Regions from separate parts of the Mus musculus genome. Here regions 1, 3 and 4 are each linked to region 2. Evidence: chromatin contacts called from public HiChIP or PLAC-seq and promoter capture Hi-C data. All regions are on one chromosome and are shown on one strand. Each heading gives the region's core, a stretch centred on a gene start, on an enhancer-like site or on the middle of the called end of the contact. The rest is flanking DNA. Distances are from core to core; before and after follow the strand shown. Region 1 overlaps Mvb12b (multivesicular body subunit 12B). Region 2 holds the start of Hspa5 (heat shock protein 5). Region 3 holds the start of Niban2 (niban apoptosis regulator 2). Region 4 holds the start of Zbtb34 (zinc finger and BTB domain containing 34).

The links. Promoter capture Hi-C pulls out the DNA fragments that hold promoters and counts their contacts. HiChIP or PLAC-seq counts read pairs in DNA pulled down with a chosen protein or histone mark.
Region 1: an H3K4me3 HiChIP or PLAC-seq map of embryonic forebrain shows a contact between it and region 2, with 5 times the contacts expected there. The contact joins the enhancer-like site here to the promoter of Hspa5 in region 2. A contact is called at or near these places in 10 of 39 promoter capture datasets (the 3T3-L1 cell line, 3T3-L1-derived adipocytes, the C10 cell line and 6 more) and 8 of 115 datasets of contacts at active chromatin or transcription factors (the NIH/3T3 cell line, the SCID.adh cell line, astrocytes and 5 more).
Region 3: a contact with region 2 is called in an HNF4G HiChIP or PLAC-seq map of pancreatic cancer cells. The contact joins the promoter of Niban2 here to the promoter of Hspa5 in region 2. A contact is called at or near these places in 1 of 39 promoter capture datasets (liver) and 2 of 115 datasets of contacts at active chromatin or transcription factors (bone marrow-derived dendritic cells and pancreatic cancer cells).
Region 4: a contact with region 2 is called in a promoter capture Hi-C map of liver, with 2.7 times the contacts expected there. The contact joins the promoter of Zbtb34 here to the promoter of Hspa5 in region 2. A contact is called at or near these places in 1 of 39 promoter capture datasets (liver) and 2 of 9 other capture datasets (adipose tissue and liver).

What each region holds. Positions count from the first base shown.
Region 1 is chr2:33,753,235-33,757,531 of GRCm38.p6, forward strand. Mvb12b (multivesicular body subunit 12B) reads right to left here. Exons shown (of 10, transcript NM_175184.4): 8 at 1,756-1,811. The region is part of intron 2 of Gm52507 (a long non-coding RNA gene); the gene reads left to right. Among named protein-coding and RNA genes, the nearest start is that of Gm52507, 22 kb to the left of the region's middle. Within about 2 kb of position 2,612, at least 198 of the 459 cell types and tissues checked have an H3K27ac peak or open chromatin away from gene starts, as enhancers often do. A contact at or near this core is called in the HPC-7 cell line, the SCID.adh cell line, astrocytes and 2 more, where this site is marked.
Region 2 is chr2:34,770,200-34,775,069 of GRCm38.p6, forward strand. Hspa5 (heat shock protein 5) reads left to right here and starts at 1,891. Exons shown (of 9, transcript NM_001163434.1): 1 at 1,891-1,947; 2 at 2,030-2,247; 3 at 2,360-2,591; 4 at 2,971-3,108; 5 at 3,622-3,734; 6 at 3,829-4,219; 7 at 4,336-4,573; 8 at 4,867-4,870. The coding sequence starts at 2,123. It also overlaps a transcript of Rabepk not described here.
Region 3 is chr2:32,873,897-32,878,301 of GRCm38.p6, forward strand. It overlaps Niban2 (niban apoptosis regulator 2), which reads left to right and starts at 2,238. Exons shown (of 14, transcript NM_146119.2): 1 at 2,238-2,508. The coding sequence starts at 2,454. It overlaps Gm13523 (a long non-coding RNA gene), which reads right to left. Exons shown (of 3, transcript XR_003954026.1): 2 at 4,351-4,405; 3 at 1-84.
Region 4 is chr2:33,428,193-33,432,945 of GRCm38.p6, forward strand. Zbtb34 (zinc finger and BTB domain containing 34) reads right to left here and starts at 3,132. Exons shown (of 3, transcript NM_001085507.1): 1 at 3,039-3,132; 2 at 1-28.

The sequences.
Region 1 (4,297 bases), core at 1,362-3,861, 1.0 Mb before region 2:
CCAAACTGGCTGCCTCATGGTACGGGATGGGTCAATCTTGTCTGTCTGTCAGCCTGCCTGTCTGCTTGCCTGCCTGCTTGCCTACCTACCTATTCAGTTAGATATCTATAGAGAGTATGTGAGTGTGAGGGCGGCTTTCAGGAGCTGGGTCTCTTTCCACCTTGTTGAGGCAGGTTTCTCTCATTTCTGCTATGCTTTGCACTCCAGGCCGACAGGCTATGGCTCCCATCTCTTAGGGGTGCTAGGGTTACACACGAATGCCACTGTATCCGGTCTTTTTCTGTGAATCCCTGGGACCGAATTCCAGTGATTGGACTTGTGCCACAGGCCTTTTACGTGCTGAGGCATCTGGACACCCCGTCACCTTTACTTTAAAAGCCTGTTAAAGTGGCCTGGGCAGGCCCTTCTGGCCTGGCTGCAGGGGGATTAAGCAGAGAAGTGCTTGGAAGAGCTTAACGCTGAGCTTGGCCTGCATCCGGGGCCTTGAGTGCTCCGCTGAATTGGCAGCAACATATTTGTGAGGGCGAACTTGGGACAGGGCCACCAAATTAGACCCTGAGCTCCTGGGGCTGTGCTACCAGTAGCCACAAAACAGTTTGGCTGTGCTGGAGACGCCAGCCTGCGTGGTGTGAGGACGGGGCTGCCTGCCCGCCTGGCCCAGGAGCCAGCAGAGGTCCAGCTGTTGCATCATTAGGCTCTAACTATTCCACTAAACTTTCTCAACTGGAGCTGGTGAGCAGGGCAGAGCAGCCTCTCCCAGGGAGCATGGGGGAGAGTGCCAGCGTCTCCATGGCAACACAGCCAAGTGGCTCCGCTGAAGTTCCTCAGGCTTCCTGTGTCACGTCAGGAGCATTTTTCAAGATTAAGCGCTTACCAGAAGGGTTCAGAGGAGGCCTATTATATTTCATAAAAATGGAAACAACAGAGCAGGTTGGATCGCCAGCCGGGTGGTTTTAAACTGGGTCCAAGAAAAACACTGAAGGGGTCTTTAGCTGGGCCAAACTAGGGCCGTGGTGTTTAGTGATGCCTCAAAGCAATCTTCTGCAGGAAGGATAAAAGCCAGAAACAAGTTTAGTGACCCAGCACACCTCAGGCTTGCATAGCTGAGAGAGGGGTGAAGGGTGTCCTGAGGACCAGGCACTATCGGAGGTGTGACTCCAGGAGGGGATGTTGCTCAGGACAGGGCCCTGGCTGTGGCTGGCACTGCTCATGGTCTGGCTACTGGCCTCTGCTCTTGGCTGGCTTACCCAACCCTCTACCATTCAGGAGGGCTTAGGGCTCAATGTGGGCAAAGTATAGGCAGAGGCATTGGCCCTCCGTGCCATAGTGGAGCATGCAGTGTGCACACAGAATACAGCAATGACAGTGGGAACTACGGCCAACTCCATCACCATGAAGAAAAATCAAGGCCACATGTGGTGGCACAGCACTAGGGAGGAGATCTCTGAGTCCAGTGACAGCCTGATCTGTATAGTGAGTGCCAGACCAGCCAGAGCTCTATGTCTCAAGAAAACCCATTAAGCCTGGGCAGTGCATGTTTTAATCTTAGCTCTCAGGAGGCAGAGGCAGATGCATCTCTGCAAGGACAAGGCTGGCTTGGTGCACAAAGCTAGGCCAGCAGGGCTGCATTGTGAGACCCAGTCTCAGCCAGCCGGCGGGCCAGCTAGACATAGCTAAGCGTAGCTCATGTACACGGAAGCTACAGGATTTCAGGTTGGGGTGGGAGAGGAGGAGGGGGTCATACATAAAACTTACACTTTCTGGAATGCAGGAAAACTTCTCTGAAATCATAAAAGGCACACCATCCATTGCTGCAAGAGAAGAGAGGAGAGGAAGGCACTCAAGACATGGTTGCTGTCCAAGACTCTTAGATGCAAGTACAGAGGACCAGTGAGCATCTGGCTGGAGGCAGCTGCTACCCAGGGCACGTGGCTGGGAGCTAGAGTGGGACAGGACAGGGTGTCCCCTGTTCTCAGTGACTACATCCGACCCAGAGATGCAGATGTCTGCACGACTCCTCTGAGTATAGGCAGTCAGTCAGGGTATGCCCAGGGCTGGTGTGGAAGCCCTTTCCTACCCTGGGCCGGGAGTCTGACCTATATCATAAATGATGACAGCAGGAAGAAGTGGTGCGTGAGTGGGAGGAAGCTGGCAGAGGCATGTTTTTGTTCATTTTCTTGGCCAAGCCACAGATCCCCTGGGTGGTGTTGGGTGCTCATTGGCCTCCATGGAAAGACAAGTAGTTCGGTGGTCAGATGGCTAGGCCTGAGTCCTGGCCTGGACTTGCAGTGAGCATCTGAAGTCATGTATAAAAGACGTTTGGCTAATGGCAGGGAGGTGTGTGCTCTGAGTCTGCAGGGAATGTGCCCAGGCCTGGAAGAGTGAGCTCAGTGTGTATGTGGGAGGGGCGGGGGGGGGGGGACTACAACACGTGCTCACAGTCACTGATTCTTTGTCATGGCTTCAGGGCTGAATTAAGACTTGCCCCTGTGCTTAGTTTCCATAGGACATGAGGAAGGATGTGGACCAAGCAGCCTGTGTGAGAGAAGTGCGGGGCCTGGGAAGCCACTTCCTTCCTGTATGTACCATGTGCCTTGCAATCCATCTGTGTCTAGATCTCCACCGCCAAACTGGTGGCAGTATTGCCACAGAGGAGGAACATGTGGTGCAGGCCCTCACAGTGTCACCCGTGAACAGAGAACCCGGCTGCTGACTGAGCTGAGGCAAAACTCAGTGTCCAGATCTGGCCCTTAGTGCAGGGACCTGCAGCCTGCAGTAAGAGGGTGGTTTGTTGTAGACTGTGATTTTGGAGTGGACATTGTGCACCCCACCCCCAAATGTTTCCTAAAATGAAGGCTTCCCTGGTATTCAAACACTGGGGCCAGCTTTCAGGGCTGGGGAAGAGGAAAAGTAGAAGTAGAAAAAAGAACGCGGGAGGAAGGGATGAAACCCGGTCCAGTGTCTGCTGTGATGGGCTATACATGTATGTTAGGCTGTGTCCATAATGACCACAGGGAAGAGGGCCGGCCTGCACTCTGGGCCCTCTCTCTATGGGCTACTTCCTGTGTGAGCTTTCCATGCTCAACAAACACCTGTGGCAGGGGCCATCTCCCACTGCAGCTGGGCCCTAGAACCCAGAAGAGAAGGCTAATGTCACAGGTTTGTGATATTAACACAGGAAGGAGGGCCCACGTTGTGACATCCTAGCACCACCTGAGAATCTGCCACAACACACATAGTCCCACCAATGAAGAATCCTTGGAAAGCCACAAGCTTGTCAGAGAGGGAGGCAGGCAAGTCCCATCAACATGCAGAGAGAGGCCATACCAGCCTGCCACCAACCATCCAATGTAAGCTCTAAGCTTCTGTTCACTCCACACAGCATTTGCGTGCTATGGCCTCAGATGCTTGCAGGGCCCCGTGCCACTTCTGATCGTTTTTTGAGATGGCCAAGCAGAGCTCCAGAGTTTGGAGCCTCCCGAGGTCAATCAGGGAGGAAGGAGTAACTTAGAAGCCTTGACTTATGAGACTTGGACAAGGACAACAGAATTTCACCTACACATGGGTAAGGGAGCATGCAGATTACTGCTCCTGCCCCTGTGCAGAGCAAACGGAGCTTCTCTGTACCAACTTCTATAGTGAAGTCCTCACCCGCAGCCTTAAGGGAGCTCTGCAGCCTACTGGCTGTCGGAGGGGAGAGTGTTTCATGTTGTAAGAAACGTAAGGCCGCACGATGGTGGCCACCAGGATGCTGGTGGCAGAGATGTAAGCCCCTTGTGCCCGGACCTGACTGCAAGGAGGCATTTGGTAAAGTGACTGAGGTGGGGACTTACAATAGGAGGCTGGGCAGTCACACACAGCTCGCATGCACTACAGGACACTACATCTTAGCCCATCTGCTACAGGGGAGAGGCTCAAGAACAGCACAGAGCTCCTAACAGCACAGGGCACCCTGAAGCAGATGTGACCCCCCAGGCCATACAAACTGACCAAATTCCATTATAAAAATCTAGTGAGTGTGAGTGTGTGTGTGTGTTGAGGGGCAGGGGGAATGGAGAGATGGCTCAGTGGTTAAGAGCACTGGCTTCTCCTGCAGAGGACAATGTGTTCCATTCCCAGATAGCTCACAACCACCTTTAACTCCAGTTCCAGAGGATGGACACCCTCTTCTGGCTTCCATGAATACTGTATGTATGTGGTTCAAAGACAGGCATGTAGGCAAAACGCTCATACACACAAAATAGATAAATCTTTTTAAAAAGTCTAGTAGGGGTTACTGAGATGGGGCTCAGTGGGT
Region 2 (4,870 bases), core at 641-3,140:
ATACTAGTCTGATGCAACCCAAAGGAAGATCAATGTTATGACAGTATTACAAGCCTGACTGAAAGAGCTGTGTGATGCAACTTCTATAGCAAGGATGGAGTTGACTGAGTCACTAATCTTTGAGGAATGAGAAAGGAAAAAAATTCCTGAACACTGATTCATAGGCTCAACATTTTAGTGACTGTGCGTGTGATGTTTTAGTAGTATTTGCACAGTGTACTTATGAAGCTCAGAATACATTTAATAGGAATACTGGAGTCATTTCCTGCCTGTAATAAATGGCCCAAGTAGCCTTCATAAGCATGTCTATAAGGACTTGGGGTGCAGAGATGGTGGACCTGAGAGTTCAAGGCCAGCCTGGTGGACATGTTGAGCTCCAGGCCTGGAGACAGATGTCAGTTGTGTAGCATGCATAGATGCAAGTCCCATGGTAGTACATGCCTATGCCTGAAGTTCTCAGCACTTGGGAGGTATAGATAGAAGAAACAGAAGTTCAAAGTCATTTGCTACACAGTTTGAAGACTGGGGGTGCATGAAATTTGTCTTTAAACAACAAAAAAGGGTGGTGGTGGTGGGAATCAATAGTATAAATTATGGAGTAAAATCAACCGGGTTATTAACTATATTCTCAGCACTTATCAATCGACCATTCTAGCTATTTAATCGCTCTTGGTCTCAATGGTCTCTTCTGGAAAATGGGAAAAATGTACCAAGACTTGAATATGAATAAATGACACATGGAAAACACATAGGAGGATCAGTAGTTATAGACCAGCTTGGGCCTGTGTACAATGCCTCTCAAAATACATAAAACAAAACAATGAAGTACATAATAAGCTCAAGTAGTAACTTGTTTTGTTTGTCCCCCAACATACTATTATAAAAGAGTAAAGCATCAGCAAGACTTTTTTGTCTGCTAAACGTCTTTAGCATTATCAGCCCTATTCCAAGAGTCGAATAGGGTGGTGTCAAGAAGGAAGAGGGAAAGAGGAAGGACTTATAAATAATAACCAGTGTCATAAATGGAAATGCTATGCTAGAACAGGTTAGCGAACAATAAGGCGCTACGAGAGAGAGAGAGAGAGAGAGAGAGAGAGAGAGAGAGAAGAAAAGATACATCTCATGGTGGAAAGTGCTCGTTTGACCATAGTACTGAATCTCCGCGGCGGAGAAAGGGAATAGGTTACAATTGGCCAGGCCAATCCTGGGACTTAACCCCGGCAAAGGGAAGATTCGAAAGGCCTGGAAAGACACATACGGCTAGCCTTGGGGTGAAGGAGAAACACGGTTAGCTGAGAAGCACCAGGATTCTCAGCGAGGCAGAATCCAGATCAGGCCCCAGCTCGAGACGTGCAGGCCGGGCGAGTAACAGGGCCTGGACTCTGGGACATCCGAGAACGTGTGGAGGCTGGGGAGGGCGATCACAGCTGAGGCCGGGCAGCTCAGGACGCGGGGAATCGAGGAGGAGAAAGGCCGCGTACTTCTTCAGAGTGAGAGACAGAAAAGGAGACCCCGAGGGAACTGACACGCAGACCCCACTCCAGTCCCCGGGGGCCTGGCGTGAGGGGAGGACCTGAACGGTTACCGGCGGAAACGGTCTCGGGGTGAGAGGTCACCCGAAGGACAGGCAGCTGCTGAACCAATAGGACCAGCGCTCAGGGCGGATGCTGCCTCTCATTGGTGGCCGTTAAGAATGACCAGTAGCCAATGAGTCAGCCCGGGGGGCGTAGCAATGACGTGAGTTGCGGAGGAGGCCGCTTCGAATCGGCAGCAGCCAGCTTGGTGGCATGGACCAATCAGCGGCCTCCAACGAGTAGCGACTTCACCAATCGGAGGCCTCCACGACGGGGCTGTGGGGAGGGTATATAAGGCGAGTCGGCGACGGCGCGCTCGATACTGGCCGAGACAACACTGACCTGGACACTTGGGCTTCTGCGTGTGTGTGAGGTAAGCGCCGCGGCCTGCTGCTAGGCCTGCTCCGAGTCTGCTTCGTGTCTCCTCCTGACCCCGAGGCCCCTGTCGCCCTCAGACCAGAACCGTCGTCGCGTTTCGGGGCCACAGCCTGTTGCTGGACTCCTAAGACTCCTGCCTGACTGCTGAGCGACTGGTCCTCAGCGCCGGCATGATGAAGTTCACTGTGGTGGCGGCGGCGTTGCTGCTGCTGGGCGCGGTGCGGGCCGAGGAGGAGGACAAGAAGGAGGATGTGGGCACGGTGGTCGGCATCGACTTGGGGACCACCTATTCCTGGTAAGTGGTATCCGTCGAAGGAGGAGGGGGTGGGGAGGAGTGGGGCGTGGCCTCCGGGGCCAGCGTGAGAAAGTGAGGTGCTGATTCCTTTTCTGTGGGGTTTCCCCGTCAGCGTCGGTGTGTTCAAGAACGGCCGCGTGGAGATCATAGCCAACGATCAGGGCAACCGCATCACGCCGTCGTATGTGGCCTTCACTCCTGAAGGGGAGCGTCTGATTGGCGATGCGGCCAAGAACCAACTCACGTCCAACCCCGAGAACACGGTCTTCGATGCCAAGCGCCTCATCGGACGCACTTGGAATGACCCTTCGGTGCAGCAGGACATCAAGTTCTTGCCATTCAAGGTCGGACCCGTTTTTTTTTTCTCATGCTAATGGGGCGGCTGGGGTGATAGGAGTATTTAGGGGTTGCCACTTGGCCAAAAACACTGTTCAAAGGACTTAAAAGAATGTGTTCGGAATTTATGTAACGGTTTTACATCTAGTCGTTTTTAGTGTGTTATAAAACATGACACACTGTTAACAATGTCTAGAAGTTGAAACAGACTAAAACTGTCGATCTATCTACAATACAGCTGTGCTCAGTTTTAGTTGTGATTTCCCCCTAAGGGACAGAGATGAATCAAGCTATGGGAGGGAGGAAATGGATTTTTTTTTTTAAATCGTTTGTGGTGTCATTGTTTCCTCTTCGGAAAAATTACCTTTAAATTACTTTATGCCATAGGTGGTTGAAAAGAAAACTAAACCGTACATTCAAGTTGATATTGGAGGTGGGCAAACCAAGACATTTGCCCCAGAAGAAATTTCTGCCATGGTTCTCACTAAAATGAAGGAGACTGCTGAGGCGTATTTGGGAAAGAAGGTGAATAACGTGTGAAACAGTGTTGAGTGTTTGATTGCTGTTGCTCCCCCTCGATGACTTGTGTAGGGAAGCCTTCATGGTTTGAAACCTTTCAATTTTTTTTTAAAGATTTATTTATTATTATACATAATTTCACTGTAGCTGACTTCAGACACACCAGAAGAGAGTGTCAGATCTCATTATGGGTGGTTGTGAGCCACCATGTGGTTGCTGGGATTTGAACTCAGGACCTTCGGAAGAGCAGTCAGTGCCCTTACCTGCCGAGCCATCTCACCAGCCCCAGAAACCTTTCAATCTTAACTTTTAGTGATTTAGTGTTTTGTGGGAGGTCAAGGTATATGCTAGTCAGCCTTTATGAGTTACCACTGCTTAATTCTAATGACAAAAGCGTATGATATAGCAGTAAACTGACTTAGAAACTGTTGTGGCTTGACTAGTTGATAAGAGTGACAGAAGTGAGAACACCATGTACTTCAATCATCTTTAAGTATGATTGCACGGTTGTCCTTCTAGGTTACCCATGCAGTTGTTACTGTACCAGCTTACTTCAATGATGCCCAGCGACAAGCAACCAAAGATGCTGGCACTATTGCTGGACTGAATGTCATGAGGATCATCAATGAGCCGTAAGTATGGGACTCAGAGCTCTACCATATTCCCAAGTGGGGGGGAAATATGAACCCCTGACCAAGCTTTCTTCCCTCCTCTTCATCCTCACAGTACAGCAGCTGCTATTGCATATGGCCTGGATAAGAGAGAGGGAGAGAAGAACATCCTTGTGTTTGACCTGGGTGGCGGCACCTTCGATGTGTCTCTTCTCACCATTGACAATGGTGTCTTTGAAGTGGTGGCCACTAATGGAGATACTCACCTGGGTGGGGAAGACTTTGATCAGCGGGTCATGGAACACTTCATCAAGTTGTACAAAAAGAAAACTGGTAAAGATGTTAGGAAAGACAACAGAGCTGTGCAGAAACTCCGGCGTGAGGTAGAAAAGGCTAAGAGAGCCTTGTCTTCTCAGCATCAAGCAAGGATTGAAATTGAGTCCTTCTTCGAAGGAGAAGACTTCTCAGAGACCCTTACTCGGGCCAAATTTGAAGAGCTGAACATGGTATGCTCCTTGACAGTGCTAATGGAATCCGCTTAGACTGTAGAATTTGGGATAACTAAATAAGGTCTGGGTGGTCAGCACCATAGTAACCATGCCTTGCTTTTCTTTTTTGCTAGGACCTGTTCCGCTCTACCATGAAGCCTGTCCAGAAAGTGTTGGAAGACTCTGATCTGAAGAAATCTGATATTGATGAAATTGTTCTGGTTGGTGGATCTACTCGAATTCCAAAGATTCAGCAACTGGTGAAAGAGTTCTTCAATGGCAAGGAGCCATCCCGTGGCATAAACCCCGATGAGGCTGTAGCCTATGGTGCCGCTGTCCAGGCTGGTGTCCTCTCTGGTGATCAGGATACAGGTAGGTTGTTATCACTGTGTCTTTATCTGTTTAAGTAGCTCGATGGGAGGACTGTTGCTTTAGGAAACTGTAGGGTTAAGAGTAACAGGGAAGAAAGGTACAGTGATGAGAAGACTTAGGTCAGGCTTAGTTAAGATCGGTAGCAACTGTTAATTCATTTTTCCTAAAGTGTGTGTGGTTAGCCTAGGCAGATGACAGTGGGGAAGATGGCAAGAGTTCATTCATTGGGAGATTGCTTGGTAGTGCTCTCAGGACTCTAAAGAAAACCAAACCTGATTAATTTTCCTTTGCAGGTGA
Region 3 (4,405 bases), core at 988-3,487, 1.9 Mb before region 2:
CCGGTCAGGTCGTGGTGGGGCCCAGCTGGCTCTTGCTGTCCTTTCCCCAGGCAGCACAGACCTTTCTAGGTTCTGTAGTTGAGGCTGAGGGAAAGGAGAAAAATGAGCTTATTAGCATCACTTGCTTCAGGCAGCCCAGAGAAGTGACATTCAGGGTCAACTGTGATGGCCCTGGGTCCCTACTGTGAGACTTGGACAAAAGTCGCTTTCCTTCTCTGGCCCACCTCTGCACAAGGAAACTGAAAATCTCTGCCAGCCTGCCTCCAATTCCTCCTGGTGACTCTGAACACATCCTGTTTTTCTCAGGCTTGCCCTTTGCCTGTGTGGGCCCCGCTCCCTGAGTGGCCTTTCCTTGCTACATGCTGTCACAATTCTCGTTTTTCAACTTTCAGCTCTGGTACTGTGCTTAAATCACTGTCCTCATAACACAATGTTCTGTTCCCTCCCTCAGACTTCAGGAGGGCAGGGACCAGAACAACATTTCTGTTTATTGAGAAAGTGACTGTCTATGGTAGGCACTCTCTCTCTTCCTAGCCTCCCCACAAAGTATCATTACTCTGACTTGACAGGTGAGGGGACTGAGCTCAACAAGGAATGCACTTGTCCAGGGTCATAGAGGATAGGTAGCTTGTGTGTGTGCATGTGTATGTGTGTGTGTGCACACAAACCTGTATATGTTTGTGTGCATGTTTTCTAGACAGGGTCTCTCTCTGTAGCCCTGGCTGTCCTAGAACTCCCTCTGTAGATCAGGCTGGCCTCGAACTCAAGAGCTCCACCTACCTCTGCCTCCTGAGTGCTGGGTTAAAGACGAGAGCACCACTAGTTGTCCAGTTTAGCCATTGAACTTTTGAAAGAGGGTCTTCCTATGTGTCTTAGACTGGCCTCAAACTTGCTTTGCAGCTTGTTTAGGCTGACCTCAACATCTTATCATTTATTTGTTTATATGTACATGTGTTTTCCTGCATGAATTTATTCACCCCAGGTGAGTATAGTAGCTTGTAGAGGCAGAAGTAGTAGTCAGATACCCGGGAAATGTAGTTATAGGCATTTGTGAACTGCCTGATGTGGGTGCCAGGAAAGGACCGGAGTGCTCTTGCAAGAGTAGTAAGAGCTCTTACCGCTAAGCTAAGCCGTCTCGCCAGCCCCACAGCCTCAGATCTGTCCTCCCTACTGCATGCACCCCTACACTTAAGCACAGCATCTTGCAGGAGGCTTAGCAAATGAGTGTTCACCACAGTGGCTGACTGCTGATGGAAAGCATGACAGAGAGTCTGCATCACCTGGTGTGGTGGTGACAGGCCTACAAGACAGGTGCCTAGTTATAGGTAACTGTTACAATCCTGCTGCCAGGTGTCAGGGTTACAGGGAGAGCAGCTAATAACTGGTGGAGCGCATTATAGTGGTGAGCCAAGAGGTGTGAGGGAGCAGCAACACAGCCAGCCCTGGTCACACAGGCAGTGCAGACCAAGTCATCAAATTAGTCTCCTCTACCGGCTTGGGAGGTCCAGAAACCGAAACACCTTCTGTTAGTTACCTACCCATGCCCAGCCCTACTGTACAAGTACCCAGAGTCCGAGGTCCCGGCTTTTCATTTCAGACAGTCTAACAAAGTGCAAAAATAGCCTTCCTGCTTTGCTCTGTTCAGCAAGCCTCCTTCGAATGAAACGCCCACGAGCCGGGCCTGAGGAATGACCTCTTGATGATATCTTTGAGCTCTAACCATGTCCCCCCGCACCCCCCGCCCCATCTCTTCCCCTCCCTTGTCCCTCAGTCTTCCACCCCATACTTGTCCATTTTCCCTCCCCGTCTACCCCTATCTATTGTGCAAGACGGGTTGGCACACCTTCTAGGACAGGTCCGATCAAGGCTAGGGGACTTCCCCAGTGCAAGCAGCTGTGGGCGAGACTGGGGGAAGGGGGCAGGAGGAATGCTGAATTCCCACACGTCCGTCCCGGCGTCCCCTTGTAGTCCCTACATTGTCCTCGGCTTGAGGAGGGGAGAGGAGACGCTTAGGCTACAGCCCCAAGGGCTCTCCGTTTTCTGCGATACCCCCATCAGCCTTTTCTTCGCTGCTATCTGAATTTGAAGCACACCAAGCAGGTCCGTCCCGGGTCTCCTTTCTGGGGATCTTCTCTTTGTCTAAGTCTCCTCGCTGTCTGGAGGTCCCCTCCCGCCTTGGACTGGAGAGGAGGGCGTGGCTCCGACAGGGGCGTGGCCTGGCCTGGCCTGGCGGGGCGGGGCGGGGCGGGCGCCGGGGCTTGGGCGCGGGCTAGAGAGGCAGCAGCGGCCGGAGGGAGGGACGCGGTGGGGATCTCGGTGGGAGCGCAGAGAGAGCAGCCGAGGCGGCAGCGGGGCTGCGGGGCGACGGCGGCAGCGGGGCCTGCGGACTCCATGGCGCCAGCGGCGTCAGTCTGAGTAGCGGCGGGCGGATCCGGCCGCGTCTTCTCCTCGCCATGGGAGACGTACTGTCCACACACCTGGATGACGCACGGCGCCAGCACATCGCAGGTGAGCACCGCTCAGCGCCCGGCCGGCCTGGGGCTCCCCGGGCACCCCGGGCCACGCCTCCGATCTCATGGGGAGCGGTACTCGAGAGTCAAGGCCCAGGTCGGGACGAGAGCCGGCCAGACCCTTACTCTTCCTCCGAACTTGTTCTCTCTCGGTCTGGACGGCCCTTCCAGGCCCTTCTGTATGCTCCTTTCACCCTTTGAGGAGCCTGGGATCCCATTTCTCTACTGGATCCCACTGCTCCCCTTGGAGCCCAGCCTGGCCAGAACCATGCACTTACAGGCGTGGCGGAGGGGTCGCGCCCCCCATCTTTCCCAACAACGTTCCAAGCCTAACCTCTACTCTGGACTCTGCCCCACAGAGTCAGACCTTCCAGACTCCCCCCTCAGCTGCCTTGTTCCTCCTCGCCCTGGCCTCAGTCCGGGTACACGTGGCTGAAGCTTACAGGGGGATGGGCCCTTAGAGAGCCGGGGACCGAATGTGGAGAGTGGGGCTAAGGAGAGATGGGGTGCCCTTGAAGGGGCGGGTCCCTGTCTTTGGGCTTTACCTCAGCAGAGTGCTGGCACTACAGCCTAGGGGGTCTGTTTATGGCCAGAGCTGGTTCTCTCAGAGCCAGAGTTCAGTCTCTCAGTACCTCTCAGTACCTTCCTTCTGCCAGCCTTGCTCTCAGCCTGTCACTGCGCGGTGGACACTTCTCTAGAGGGAGTTGCTCCCAAGTCTGTGGAGTGCAGGATCCTGGGCTCATTGTAGGGAGTGGGAGATGGGGTGAGAATCTCAGGCTATCCCAAAACAAAGCTTGGCTGACCACAGGCAAGTCAGGCCTGGCGGTCCTGAATGTAATTTCAGCTTCTCTCCCAAGTGTGTGATCCTGAGCCAGTCTCTTTTGTTTTGGTTTTCCCAGCCAGGGTCTCACCATGTAGTTGTGGCTGTAGACCTGGCTGGCTTCGAATTCGTAGAGAGCCACTTGCCTCTGCCTTCCAAGTGCTGGGATTAAAGGCCTGGGGCACCACTGCCCTGCTTGAGCCAGTCACAATGTCCAAGAGCTTCGGTGTTGCCTTCCTAAGGGGCGGGTGTTGACTTCTTGGGATGGCTGCTGAGAGCTTAGTGAGCTTTGCTTAGTACAGGAGGCCCTGAGACCTGGCGTGCCAACCAGCTGGGTTTATCAGAGCACAGGAAGAGGAGACAGTTCCTTTGGTTTCATTTGTCTCCCTGTTCATTGAGTGTGGTGTCCCTACATTATCTTGATGTCCTGTTGGGTGCTTGGCTATATTTCCCCTTGATAGCAGGGACCCTAGAATAAGGCAGGTGTCCCCACTTCCAGGGCTTCACTGTGGCCGGGCACAAAGAAGGTGCCAAAGAAGGACTATCCAGTCACTTGGCCAGGCCTGGAGTTGGGGACAGGATGGGTGATATAGACCATTTCTCACCTCTGAACAGCTAGGGGTTAAGTCCTGGAAGGCCTCCTTGTAGGACAAGGCCTGGGCTCAGGAAGGGCAGGGCGGAGTCTTCCTGTCCCTTCCCTGTTGGTGGCAACCTCCTGGGGTTCTGTAACAGTCTCTCCATTCAGAGCCTCCTCTCAGGCTCTCAGCAAGCATGGGTGGGGTGTGCCCTACTTCAGTGGTTTTTTTTTTTTTTTTTTCTTTTCCCCACACCCAGATCTCCCACCTTCCCAAGTCTTAGGCTGAGAACCCACCCCTGACCTCCTGGCCAACTCCCTGAGTGGAGCCGAAGCCAGGGGACCGAAGCCAGGGGACGGTGGAGTGGCCCCTTCCGGAGAGGGCTGAGTTTGTTTTGTGGATACAGGCTGGGGAGAATAGGGTTGTGCCCACTCAACCTGCTTACCTTTCCTCCAAACACTTGAAAGTGCTATTAATAATCCCTCTTCAGATGCCCTAGA
Region 4 (4,753 bases), core at 1,882-4,381, 1.3 Mb before region 2:
CACTAAGCTAAATTCAGCAGTTTGTCAGCTACAAAACATTAAATGGACACAATTAAGTTTGAAAGCATGAAACAGAATTTTAACTAAAATAACATGAAAATTAACAGAAATATAACAAAATGATGGTACTCTAGGTTTATAATGTTTGACATTCTTGCTTCAGCTGGAAGGCAGACTAGAGACATGTACAGATGGGCTAGGCAGAGCTTGGCAACCCATCTCCACTCCACTTCTAATATACCACACCTAATCATCATAATAAAATGTCTTCAAGGGTCCCTAAGTTTTGCTATCTCCCTGTGTGCCATCTTCACTGAACAATCCTGTGGCTGTGGGGAGGGCTCAGTCTGTGCTAAAGAGCTTACTCTGCAAGCAGGAGGGCCTGAATTTGGACTCTCAGCACCCATGTAAGTAGCATGCACACAGAGAGGTTCATGCTTGTAATCCCAGCACTGGGGAGGTGGGGACAGGAGAATCTCTAGGGCTTGCTGGACAACCAGGACAACCAGTCTGGCTGAACAGTGAACTTCAGATACAATGAGACCCTGTCTCAAAGGATAAAGTGGAGATGTGAGAGAGGTAGAAAAGCACAGACATGCAGATGCACACGATGCTGTAAAATCCCTACAATCCAGACTTTACTACACATAACAAGTAAGAAAAGGCAGGCTAAAGCTGAGAATGTAAGTCAGTGGTAGAGCATTTGCCTAGCATGTGTAAGGCCTTGGGTTAATTAACTCTTCAGCACCAGAAAAGAAGGAAAGAAAAGACAAGCTCAGCAAATGAGAGAAATGGCTCAAGCCCATACATACAGCTAGTGAGTAGCTGTGCGGAGATCCAGACCCAGGCCTGCCTGATACCGACTTTCTCTTCCCGTAGCCTTAGACTTAAGAATGACATGTTTTCTTCTTTCCTGATTAGGAATAAACACTAACATTTTACAGAATTTATTCTGTGCTTTCTGCATCAGAGAAGAAAACTGAAATCATCCACCTGGCAATGCAGCATTAAATACCAGTAGTTACAGAGGACAGAACAAGCTCATAACGACTAACAGCTTCTCCTTTAAGAAAAAAAATTTGTTTACCAACAAAAATCAGGAGCCACACGAGGAACTATTCTCAAATCTCCAGTTCCAGCATGAGGCAGCAAGCATAAGTCTGAAAGAAGCATTACCATACATGCTGTGCCTTCACACAAAACTCCTGCTCTGGCTGCGCCAGGACAAGCTCGATAACCAAGCAAGCTTGCTCTGGAGTCCCAGTGCCACAAAGGCATGGGGGTAGGGCGGTGAGGGAACACCCTCTGGAGGAAGTGTATCTTCAGCAGGGGCTTGAAGGAAGTGAAATGGAGAATGTGCTCGCTCAGAGGCCTGGAACAGCCCTACAGGCAGTCCTAAGCTGGCCAAACTTGGAGAACAGAGGCCAAAAAAAGGTTAGGTTCAGGTGAGAGGGAAAAAGCCAAACCGTGGAGACCCTTGAAAGGGGGTTGGAGAAGTAGCAAAGACTGGACAGCGTGAAGCAAGCAGAAAGGATACTCACTGTTCAGCTCTCAACATGGCTCTGACTGCCATGGCCCCCTAGCTCACTATTCCTATGTCCTAGCCTCTATTCCTTCCACCTCTAGCAACCCTGGTCTCTTCTTGGAATATGCCTGCCTTTAGAATAGTTTCAACTTTGGCCTAGTGTTCAAGATCTTTCAGGAACCAAGCCTAATCAACCTTTCCTACGCCTCCTCTCCCATCTTACCCCTCCTCGGCCAGGAAGCTGCACTAATCACTAACTCCATAGGATCCTTTTTTCCCTATCTGAATCCTACTCCCCTTTAACACACAGTTCAAGTACCACCCTTCGCTGACCTATACCTCTCCTGCTGAATTCCACGGGACGTGGCCTTGTGTCACAGACATCACCTAGTCACAGGCAATGTCTGAACACCCACTGTAAAGCCTTGGAGACTCACTGTACCTTCAACTCCTTTCGTCCACCACTCAACTGCATTTTGACTTTTACTAAGCAAGCACTCTACTATTTTTTTTAAACTTCCTACACTAAGTTTGGCGTTAGCATAAAGGAAGGATGGGGGAGGGTGAAACCTCTGGAGTCAGAGACCAACTAAGAAGCTGTTGCAATAATCCAGATGTGAAGCAAAAACAGCCTAGACTAGGGAACAAAGAGAGAATGGGCAAATACGGACAGCAAAATGTTTGCATGCAAAACGCTCCACGGGAAAACTACGGACGGCAGCAAGGAACGATGAAGGATCAGTAAAGCTATTTCCAAGAAAACCCTTCTGGGAATCATTTTAAACCTCCCCGAGGCAAAGTGCACGAAGTGGTTAAAAAGTCTACATCTGGAGTGGAGGGGGAGACATCGGTAGAACTGCCCAGCGTGTTGAACCAGGCATAGACCTTGCAATGTCAGATATTCACAGCATGAGAGGTCTGTAGGGAGTTCATCTAAACTCTCAGTTCTTACATGGAGAAACTGAGGCCCAGCATGGAATGGGAAAGACTTGCTGAAAACCTCAAGATGGGGCGTCCCAGAATTGAGTAGCCCCCTAACAGTCACCTGGCCTAGGCGAGCAGTATTTTAACACGCCCCCTCCCCAGTCCGTCCTCAGCCCTGCGCCAGTGGCCACGCAGACCACCCAGGCCAAGCTTAACACGCGCCGCCTGTTTACCTGGCACACGGCGATGGCCAGAGGCAGCGGCTCCTGGGCAGCCTCCCGCTGACCCCCGCAAACCGGGCCTGGCTCTCCGGGGACAACGGTCACTAAGACCCCTCGGTACGGGAGGGAGAGCGAGCCGCCCGGGGCGGAGGCTGGAGGGGTGCAGGGCAGCTGCCCCGGGTCGCCACCCCTCGGGGCCAAGCGCCTGGCCTCCGGCAGGTGCCCGGGCCTCAAGACCCCGCCCGGCCGGCCCCGACACTGACCAGGCAGCCTCTCCCCCGTCCCGCCGCGCTCACGGGGGAGGTCGGACAGCCGCCCCACGGGTCGCCCCGACCCTGCCGCCTCTGCCCGCAGCCCGCCAGCCTCACCTGGGCCGCGCGCCGCGTTCACATCGCCCGCCCGCGGCGCCCCCTCCGCCGCCGCCGCCGCCGGCGCCAGGCCCTTCCCCGCCGCTCCCGCTGCCGCCCCTGCCCGCGCCCCCCGCCCCCGGAAGCGCTTCCAGGCCCCGCCCCCTCGGCGCCCGCGCTTCCGGGCAGGCGCGGACCCGGGCGGGTGTCGATATGGCCGGACTTCTCGCGGCGGGCCGGTCGGAATCCCAGCTCCTGGCTAGTGCTGCAGGCCGACCAGTAGACGGGCGGGTAGCTGAACAGCAACCCGGGTTTGGAGCCTGAAATCCCGACTCTGCGGCCCGTGGCCTTCCGCCCGCCTTCTCCTTGGCTCCACCTGCTGGCCGGAGCAGGACTCGACCGTGTGCACCCGGACCCTAAGCCTGTGGAAAGCCCCACACCTACGACCTGCTAAGCCATGCTTTTTAAGTTCTTTATTTCTATTTTTATTATTTTAGGGTCTTGCCTTGAGACAAGGTCTTAAAAAACAGAATTCCACTATATATATAAGGTTGGCCTTCAACTCAAACAGATCTGTGTACCCAGGATTACACTACAAGTGTGAGTCCCCATGCCCAACTACCTGGGCAGCTTTTCTCTTCTGCAAAAAGAAGGCTATCTGGCTTTAAAACAAGATCCCAGCCGGGCAGTGGTGGCACACGCCTTTAATCCCAGCACTTGGGAAGCAGAGGCAGGCAGATTTCTGAGTTCAAGGCCAGCCTGGTCTACAGAGTGAGTTCCAGGACAGCCAGGTCTATAGAAAAACCCTGTCTCGAAAAACCAAATAATAATAATACAAGAACCCACAGGCTGGAGAGATGGCTCAGCAGTTAAGACTGCTGACTGGGATAGCATTTGAAATGTAAATGAAGACAATATCTAATTTAAAAAGACAGCTGACTGTTTAGGTTCAATTCTCAGCACCACATGTCAGGCCTCAATCTGTCTATAACTCCTGTTTTAGAGATCCAACGCCCTTTTCTGGCCTCTCCCAACACTAAGCATGTACGTGGTACCCACACATACATGGAGACAAAACACCCAGCACATACAATAAAAAGGAACAGCTAAAAAGAAGAAGAAAAAGCAAAACAAAACAGACTACCTCGGGCAGGAAGTCTGGGCTTGTTCACAATGTCCACAGCAATGAGATTCTGTTTCCCTGTGAACCCAGCCTGGGGGCTCATCTTTTTTTTTTTTTTTTTTTTTTTTTGTTTTTCGAGACAGGGTTTCTCTGTGTAGCTCTGCTGTCCTGGAACTCACTCTGTAGACCAGGCTGGCCTCGAACTCAGAAATCCACCTGCCTCTGCCTCCCGAGTGCTGGGATTAAAGGCGTGCGTCACCACACCCGGCTGGGGCTCATCATTTTAACTGATTCTTATTGAATGTGTGGGTAACAATCTGGTTTCTCGACGGTGACAGTGCTTGCATGTGTTAAGGACAATGGAGTCTAAAATGTTAAGGATTTGGCCTTCCTGCCAAATGTCTTAAAGGACTGACCATCTATCTACCCTTACTATTTCATACCAGACCACTTGGGCGTCTTTTGTTTGTTTGTTTGTTTGTTTTTCAAGGCAGGGTTTCTCTGTATAGACCTGGCTGTCCTGGAACTCACTCTGTAGACCAGGCTGGCCTCGAACTCAGAAATCCACCTGCCTCTGCCTCCCAAGTGCTGAGATTAAAGGCGTGCACCACCA